2 separate regions of the Hordeum vulgare genome follow, and region 2 is linked to region 1. A link is a contact called in public Hi-C data. All regions are on one chromosome and are shown on one strand. The core of a region is the stretch at or near the end of the contact, and the rest is flanking DNA. Distances in the headings are between cores, read along the strand shown. Region 1 holds the start of LOC123444444 (calcyclin-binding protein-like). Region 2 holds the start of LOC123444449 (bifunctional riboflavin kinase/FMN phosphatase-like).

Region 1 (4,172 bases), core at 1,219-3,718:
TTCAATTCTACAACTTCTTCAGCAGCCCTTCTTCCCTGTTTTCAGATCGGCTTGCTTCCTAGTATTTGCTTGCCCTGTTTCCACAACCTGTTTGCTCTAACCAATTTAGAGGCAACAGTTGTTTTCTTTTCCAAGCAGTTTTCCTTAACCAGGGAAGCGGGCTTGTGACTTGTCTTGCTTCCAACTCAAGAGCCTTCTAAACAGATTCCTTTCTGCACCCAGATGTTGGCAGTTATGCCACGGTGATAGATGCATGTAGTAGGATTGGAAAGCTATATGATGCCTTTTATTCAATTATGAAAGCTGAGAGGAAATGGGGAATGATATGTACGGGAACAGCACGAAACAAACAATAGTACTTCATAACCTGGAAGGCCAGGGATAGTAGTGGCGCAGTTAAACACGTTCGCTGTATTTTGAATCAAATAACCATATCATTGCTCTCCTGGCAGCAAAAGCATGCCAGCAGATTGGTGCTTCTGATGAATCAGTAGAGCACAGCGATGGCCAAAGGTCTGGCCAAGTGACCATGTAATCTTTTGATCAAGCAATGACTAAACAATGCTCCCACTTCCTAAATTCCAGCTCTGATCTCTCTGAAATCCTACTACACTAGATATATTTCTCTCCCAGCTGGTTTGCCCCTCCATCTAGCTCTGTTGTAATTCACAAGTCTTTGTTGCCCGACCTCTCTTCAGGGATGCTAACACTCACAATAGCAGTATAATGTACTAATATGCAGGAGACAAAAAATCTTGAATTACTACCATAATACCATTGCATCAGGTTCCTACATAACTGAATGCTTCCAATATATTTTCTGGTGATCACTTGAGAGATCTCACTACCACAAATTATTCATCCCAAAAAATTATTCACCCAGGAGAATCCAGCGCCCATGGGAATTATGGTTAATATTATTTGTTTGTGGAAAATTAAGTCCTAATTTTTTTCAGAGAAGTCGAGAGGCCAAGGCAATGAAAACTCGGTACAGAAATTACCTTGTCTTCCTTGTAGTGTAGGTCCAACCAATTGCCGGAAGAAGCTTTCCACAGGGTGATGACAATCTTTGTAGGCTTGACCACAATCTTGCATTTCTCAGGAACTATTTCTTTGTTCAGTTTTGGGATGGCACACCTATAGTTCTTGCCTTTAACATCATGAAACTTGATATCCACTGACATTGGCTTGAAAGTAGTCTCCACCTTCTCTTGGTCGACATTCTCAAGGAAAACATAGACCTGAACAGGCAGAGCACAAAGTACAACTGTTATCTAAATACCATCATGGGAAATCCTCAAATTCAAATGCCATGTGAATTCAGTTCACTAATACAAAGAAGACGACAATAAAGTTGGTTCTATCTTAATGCCAAGCAAACATTTCACCAGTCAAGTAGCCAGCCCTACGAATAAACGAACCGATTCTAACCTGTCATACAAATTTACCGAGATACAATAAATTTGGGTTCTAGCTTAATAGCAAGCAAAATGCCATAAGCTGTTCTTGTGTTTGCAATTACTGTTAAGAACCCGCGCAGTAGTAAGAAGGAAAGGGGCATTATAACAGGATAAGTCTGTTCAGTGGCAATGATCTAAAGCGTCTTATATTAGTTTACATGGGGAGTACTACTATCCAAGTGTTCCTGAGGAAAAATAGTTGTGTAATAATAAGATTATGGGGTAGTCAATAATTTCTGACGAAGGTATATTGCACCCTCAATCATCATTTCATTAGTTTATAAGACAATCTATCATACAACTATTGGTTAAGATGGCAGCAGTGGAACATTTTGTTTTGACAGTAAGATTGTTTTACGAACCAGCATTGGACACTGAGCCCAGATGGCGTAAAGTCTAAAGCACGAGGAGATAGGATCAACCAACCAGCACATTAGCAGTATTGCCAACGAACTTAGAATCGTAAAGAAAAAAACGACCCCTTTCTCGCAGCGACGTACCCTGATCTTCTCGTTGTCCTGGTCCCAGCTGAACGACCCCAGCGTGACGTAGCTCGGACCAGCAGGGGCCGCCGCCGCCGCGAGCGCCTGCGGCGCCGGCGTCGGCACGGGCGCAGCCCGCGAGGCCAGCTGCCAGCAAACAGAAAGACATGAGCTCAACACGAAAATCCGAGTCCACCCAGCGCGCCGGAATGAATCGATCAGCGGAAAACGCATGGACGGCGGGAGAAGGGGATAGGAAAGGGCAGACCTTGGCGTCGACGCTGCGGATCTCGTTGGAGAGGAGGGAGACGACGCGGGGGCGCGTGGCGAGGCCCTCCAGCCGCCGCAGCTCCTCCAGGTCCATCCGCAGCTCGTCCGCCGACATCTCCGGAGCTCTCTCTCTCTCTCTCTCTCTCTCTCTCTTCTCGGGGTGTTTCTCGTGCCTTCGGGTGGGGGTGCGAGGTTACGGGGTTTGTGGGGGGTTCGGTTCGGTTGGGGCGGAAGGAAGGGGAAGGTTCCAGAGGAGACCAGTAGGGTGGAGGAGGAATGGACGGCCTAGTTACGCGGGGAACGATGGACCGGGCCCAAAGCTTTAGCGCCTGCATTTTAGCCCAGTACTTGCTACTGACCGACTCTCGTGTTCGGCCGGAATGGGTTGGCCCAATATTTGCTGTTAGCTCTCCTGTTCATATATTTGTGGGCCTGTGGGCTAGAGCGGCAGAGGATTGGTCCATTCATGAAAAAAAGGTATTTCTCAAGCAAAAAAAGAGGTGAAGAGCATTTTTTTTCCTTTCGAGATGGCAGTGGTGATACTGGTGAAGAGCTAGTGGCATGATGCAATCGGGCATTCTGCAAGAGGTTAGTTCAAACCAAAGTAAATTTGAACGGGGCGATTACAAATAACCTGATATATTTTGAGGTTCAAAAATAATAATATATATTAACTACTTCCTTCGTTCCAAAATAATTGTCTCAACTTTATACTAGCTCTAGTACAAAGTTGAACTAAGCTCCAGACACTTATTTTGAGACGGAGGGAGTATGAAATAAGCCGGAAGAGTGCCCCTCTACCAAGGACCAACGGGTGCGGTGTCACTGAGCTCTGTGGTGTACATCACCTTGGCCAGTATCCATATATTAATGATGTCATCATTGTCTTTGTCAGAAAAGCACACACGTCATCACGCCACCGACCCCGCATTGCTCCTCCCTCATCTAGCCTAAAGGCATTGAGCAAAGGGATGAAGGTCTTCGAAGACGCCCCTCTAATGGTCAGGTAACATTAGAAATGATGTTGTCATGTGAACCAACAAGTCGGATCCAAGGCTTTTACCATAAGTCCAAGCACCCCGTTCAAAAAAGTTGGATTCCACGATCAGTGGGGGACTCAGGAATGGGCCAAGCCCCACGCAAGCAGGGCCAAACCTAGACATCCTTCATTTACTGTAGCAGTATAGCTATAGTAAAATGCTACAGTGTACACTAGAGATTTGCCTTACGCCCCGGGGCGCCGCCCGAGCTGCTAGGGGCCTAAATCCGCCAACAATGCCAACAAAAAGGAAATGAACCCGAAAGGGCATTGGCAGCATCGACGCAGCAGTTGTCGAGCAAAGCTTTCTCCTAGAGCACGAGCGACTAGTCACCCCCCCTCCCCCCTCCCCAACACACACACACACTATCGCACATCTGCCAGCTACACCTGGCCATCAAAACCCCCGCCTGGCCCGACCTTGCCCATGAGTCGGGCTTGGGCCTAGATTTTGGGCCACATGACTAGGTCGGGCCGGGCTCGGGTTTGTCATTTTTGCAATTTATGAAAGGGGGCCGACGGGCTTTTTCACCGGCGGACTGAGCCGGCTCAGGCTTGCCATTTTTAGGATTTAGGAAAGATGCCTGACGGTGCCTTTTCACTGGCGGGCCGTACTTGTGCCAACAATTTAGGCACCGACGGTCGGACCGGTTGCGGGTTTTATTAGGCCGGCCCGACATATGTCCAGATATACGGTTAGCACACACTCTCGCTGGTCTGCACATCTCCCTCGCAGACCTGGGGCAAGCACTGCGAGGTAGACCGATATCTCGTTGTTGTGCCATGCGCCTTGCCGCCATAGTCGTCGGGCACAAGGAAATCAGATCCAGCCTGACTAATCTGTCCGCCACCCGCAACCGAGTAATCAACGGACGCCGTGGAGCCATGAATCTTAAAGGGAGTGGCTAGAACTCATCTAGA
Region 2 (4,172 bases), core at 648-3,147, 450 kb after region 1:
AGCACGACTATTTGGCAACTATGTCTGAGTTATGCTATTTAAGGCTGTATCTATACTATGATGCACATTCAAAAGTTGTCTATTGTCGGTAAAGCTATATCTTGTATGAAACCTGAACTTCTTCCATTTTCCCTTCCAAAAGGAAAACTAACCATCATTGGGGAAAGCCTGTACGGCAGTAGTGTTTGCTATACTTACAGAGAATCTTCTATGACCAAGCATGATGACGGATTTACACCAAGTCTCTTTGCGGCCTCTAGAAATCTACAAAAATATTGATGGCACTGAATCAGCAATGTTATGCACAAAGCTAAAGATGGTTTAAATCCTGTTTTCACCAAAATTAGTTATCTTATATGGTCAAATAAGATGATACTATACGTGAATGTTATATCCTGGGACACATAAGGTAATTTCACTGCAAGTTACTCATGATGTTGCATGGAAATAGCGCAGTGCATACATGCTAATCACTGCAAGGAATGTGCAATTGACATCTGATAAACTTGTGTAAGTACGCACATGTCGGGGCAAGGTTTTCCATGAGGGACCTGATCACCACCAAGAACCACCGAAAAGCAGTCTTTCAGTTCTGGAAAATAAGGGGAGATTTTGATAGATCAGCTTACATATCATAACATAAGTAAACCTAGCACTTTATAAAACTTCCAGTATTGCTATAACTTTTCTATCTGTGCAATGGAATGTCTAGGGCACAGATGACTGAAAAAACAGAATTAACAATGAATTAGTACACCCAAGTGTGAGCATAGGGAACTCCGAAGATAGTCATGACAGATCAAGCAAAGCCACAATTTCTTTCACCGAATTAATTACTTAGTACTATAACGACAGACTTATTCTTTCCTTCAGTAAAACAAAAACTACTTGTTGCATTCCAAATGGCACTTGTGGAAATACCAAAAGGAGTGGCAAGTTATCCCATGCGACACTCTATTTCTCTGGGGGGAAACACATGATGTATTGTAGATTGAAGTAAGGTTCAGACCTCCTAGTTTCAAAATTTTGTGATCAATATTTCTCCTGATGGAATTTGAAGCGAGCGCCAGGGGTACTCCGTTCTTGTGGAGGTGCTTGAGAAGCCTGTTAACCCCTGGAAGCGGGCTTGACCTTTGCCACCTGGAGAGCAAGTGAGGCCAAGTTCAGTGCTTCCGTCAATCGTGAGTGTCACTTGATCAGCTGAGTAAAACGAATCAAACCTTTTGATATACAGCGGGTATATTGCCTCTGAATACTCCTCGACGGTGAACGGCAACCCGTAATCTGCGATGATCCCGGTCGTGGACTCCCTGTGCATCTGCCCCAATCGCTTCTCCTCCTTGGCCGCATCTGGGACCTTCCCGTAGGCCCCCAAGAACTCTTTCAGGACGTCCCTTGTTGCCCTCTCTGCACCAAGACATAACAAACTTTACAAACTCCATACTGAACTTTTTTTAAACTACTCCTACTTCATATCGCACTTTACTCTGCTTTATTGGAAAGGCAGCGCCTCGGCACAACAAATCCTGATTTTCGAATGCAGGACGTAGGTTTGGAGAAGATGACCAAACACCCCGCCACGAACAGAAAAAAACAAATCCTTGTGTAACTACTCGAGCATAGTATACATCGACTGAACTAGGCGGAGCATCGAACGGAACGGGACGGCGGCGCGAGCGTGAGAGCAAGCGGATCCGCGTACCTGTGTCCAGGAGGGTGCCATCGAGGTCGAAGATCACGGCGGAGACCCGATGCGTCGCTGCCATGGATGAAGCGCGGAGGAGGCGAGGCGAGGCGATGCACGGAGGAGATTGGCGGGTTTGGGTGGGAGGGAGGCTGGTCGTGGGATTTAAGGTTCGGGGCGGAAGGAGGCCGACGAGGAGGGGATAGGTGGAATCAGAGTCCATTTGCAACGATGCGCGACCGGTCAGGCTCGGGGAGGGCAATTGGTTGATTCCCTGTTATGTTGCGGTGTGAGGTCAGACTCCGTGCCTAGTGCCGTATGCGCGGCGGATAATTGTGAAAGTTCAGGCAGATTTGGTTTCAGTTTTTTTTTTAAATGAAATGTTACCTTTTTCTATCGTCAGGGTCGATGAAGGTACGGTATAACAGCCTAGCATCGAGATGCGTCCTGTTATAAAAAAAAAAAATCAAACAAAGTGTTATTATGTATCTATCGTCGGGCACCTCAAGTAGGCTTGCACAGGCCGTCAGCCTGTTTGACGGTAGGCTTGCGTTGCGCTGATATGGATAAGTTGTCAACCGTCAGAGACCAGGACGATAGGCCGGTATATCCTATCCCATCGACCCGACGATAGAAAAAGGGTGAGATCCTGATTTTTTTTCAAACCGGTGTCAAATCCCCTCTAAAATTAGCCTCTCATGATAGGAGTGCACACGATCTGGTCACCATGGACCAATGCGCCGATAATGCAGGAGGCCGATCCTGTGTCGTAGCCCGTAGGATGTACTCCCTTCCATATAGATATTTTAGAAGTCAAACTTCCTAAAAAGAAAGAAAAAGCTTTGTGTTTGACTAAGTTTATAGGATAGAACCAACCTATGGTTGAATGGCTAACACGAAGTGTGTGTGCGGGGGTTCGTAGAGGATGAGTGTATGTACATGTTTGTGAGCAACTATGTTTGATATCGTAGATATCTCTCACCCTCCCACACCCCTCCCCCCCCCCTAATTGTCCCCTCGGGCAACTAGGGCCATCCACGGAGGTCGCCGGTGAACCTTTTCTCTCCCGATGGACAACTGTCATGGGGGCTTGGTGGCACGCCGGCATCTTGGCGGCAAGTGATGCTTGCATGTGTTGGTGGTCGTTCCTTGGTTGTTCGGGCGGCTAGACGATGACGGGTGGTGGTCACAGCATGAGGCCTTCTTCGCCTCTGACAACATATGTGAAGGTATGTCTCGCCCCCCCCCCCCTCTTTGCCTCACTCCTTGCCCATCCCAGATTAGAGCGACCGTTGTCATGGATGGTGAGGTGTTGGTGGCACAAGTTCGGTCGAGGGGAAACCCTTGGTCCACTGGCTTGGCCATGGCGGAGCCGATGCCCAAGGATGCCACTTTTCTCCTTGAAGGCTTCGTTCAGGACCCTCCTTCCATCCTTGACCCCGTTCCTCGGTGAAAGCTCAAGATTCGCTTCGAAATGGGCCGCATGTCATTGTGCGCGTTGTGTTTTGTGTGAATAAGTTGTCTCGGTAAGTCGTGGTTTTGGGTGAGGGTTGTCGTGGTACGGAGGCGTCTGTTGGTTGTGTGGTTCGTCCAACTGTGATGAGCTAGGATGACATCTCAGTGTGTGTGCTCTTGGGCACGATACTCACTATCCTGCCACGGGAGTAGGCATCCTCGACCCTAGGCGGAAGGGGATATGGTTCCCTTCATGGGGCCAGTGGCGACCGCGACCTCGCATGTGTGGCCCCTCTCTATGATCTAGCATTGTGCTCAAGGTGCCCATTACCATGGGGATGCGTCGTTGCTTTTTATTTGCCTTTGACTACCTCGGGTAGCTTTCTCTCTTCATTTTTTTTAATAGAAAGGGTTTTCCTCCCTGCCCCACTTTATTAAATGAGGCATAGAGCCCAAACCATAAAAGATCCAGAACAAATCATCTAAAAAAGACATAAATCCTCCTAGGCAAGCTAGGAAACTAAGACAAACATCACCACGAGAGTATAGTCCTCCCCAGCTTAACAACAAATATTTATTACAAGACCCAAAGATGACATGAAGACTACTACAAATCAGTGGGACTCCTGGGTCATATCAAGGCGATCCTCAAGACTTCCCCTCGTTTCTTGTCCAACAAACGAATGCATCTCAGCAGCAAAGTAGCGTGAGTGTCGAAGCAGGGAACTTTCCATTACTACAAATGAAACTGATCTTGGCAAGGACGCAATTCATGCTTCTCCATTTGTGCCCATGAAAACAAAAGTCATTCCTAAATTTCCAAATACTCCACAAGCAGGCAGCAATAACCATGTTCAAAACTTAATTTTTCTATTTCGAATGCCAAAAATGTATAGACATCCTCAAAACTGGTAATAATGTTGATATCAAAACACTCAGAAACAAAGGACCAAACATGTTTAGCCACCACAAAGTCAAACAGTAGGTGTTGAACAAATTCGCTTTCCCCACAAAACATACATGTTAGATCAGC

What was found. A called contact is a pair of places that touch in the nucleus more often than the background predicts.
Region 2: a Hi-C map of leaf shows a contact between it and region 1, with 4 times the contacts expected there. The contact joins the promoter of LOC123444449 here to the promoter of LOC123444444 in region 1. A contact is called at or near these places in 3 of 6 Hi-C or Micro-C datasets (leaf and seedling) and 1 of 1 datasets of contacts at active chromatin or transcription factors (embryo).

What each region holds. Positions count from the first base shown.
Region 1 is chr3H:493,367,720-493,371,891 of MorexV3_pseudomolecules_assembly, forward strand. It overlaps LOC123444444 (calcyclin-binding protein-like), which reads right to left and starts at 2,469. Exons shown (of 5, transcript XM_045121152.1): 1 at 2,211-2,469; 2 at 1,961-2,089; 3 at 1,002-1,241. The coding sequence starts at 2,327.
Region 2 is chr3H:493,821,788-493,825,959 of MorexV3_pseudomolecules_assembly, forward strand. LOC123444449 (bifunctional riboflavin kinase/FMN phosphatase-like) reads right to left here and starts at 1,898. Exons shown (of 10, transcript XM_045121159.1): 1 at 1,703-1,898; 2 at 1,221-1,407; 3 at 1,010-1,140; 4 at 523-592; 5 at 199-264. The coding sequence starts at 1,766.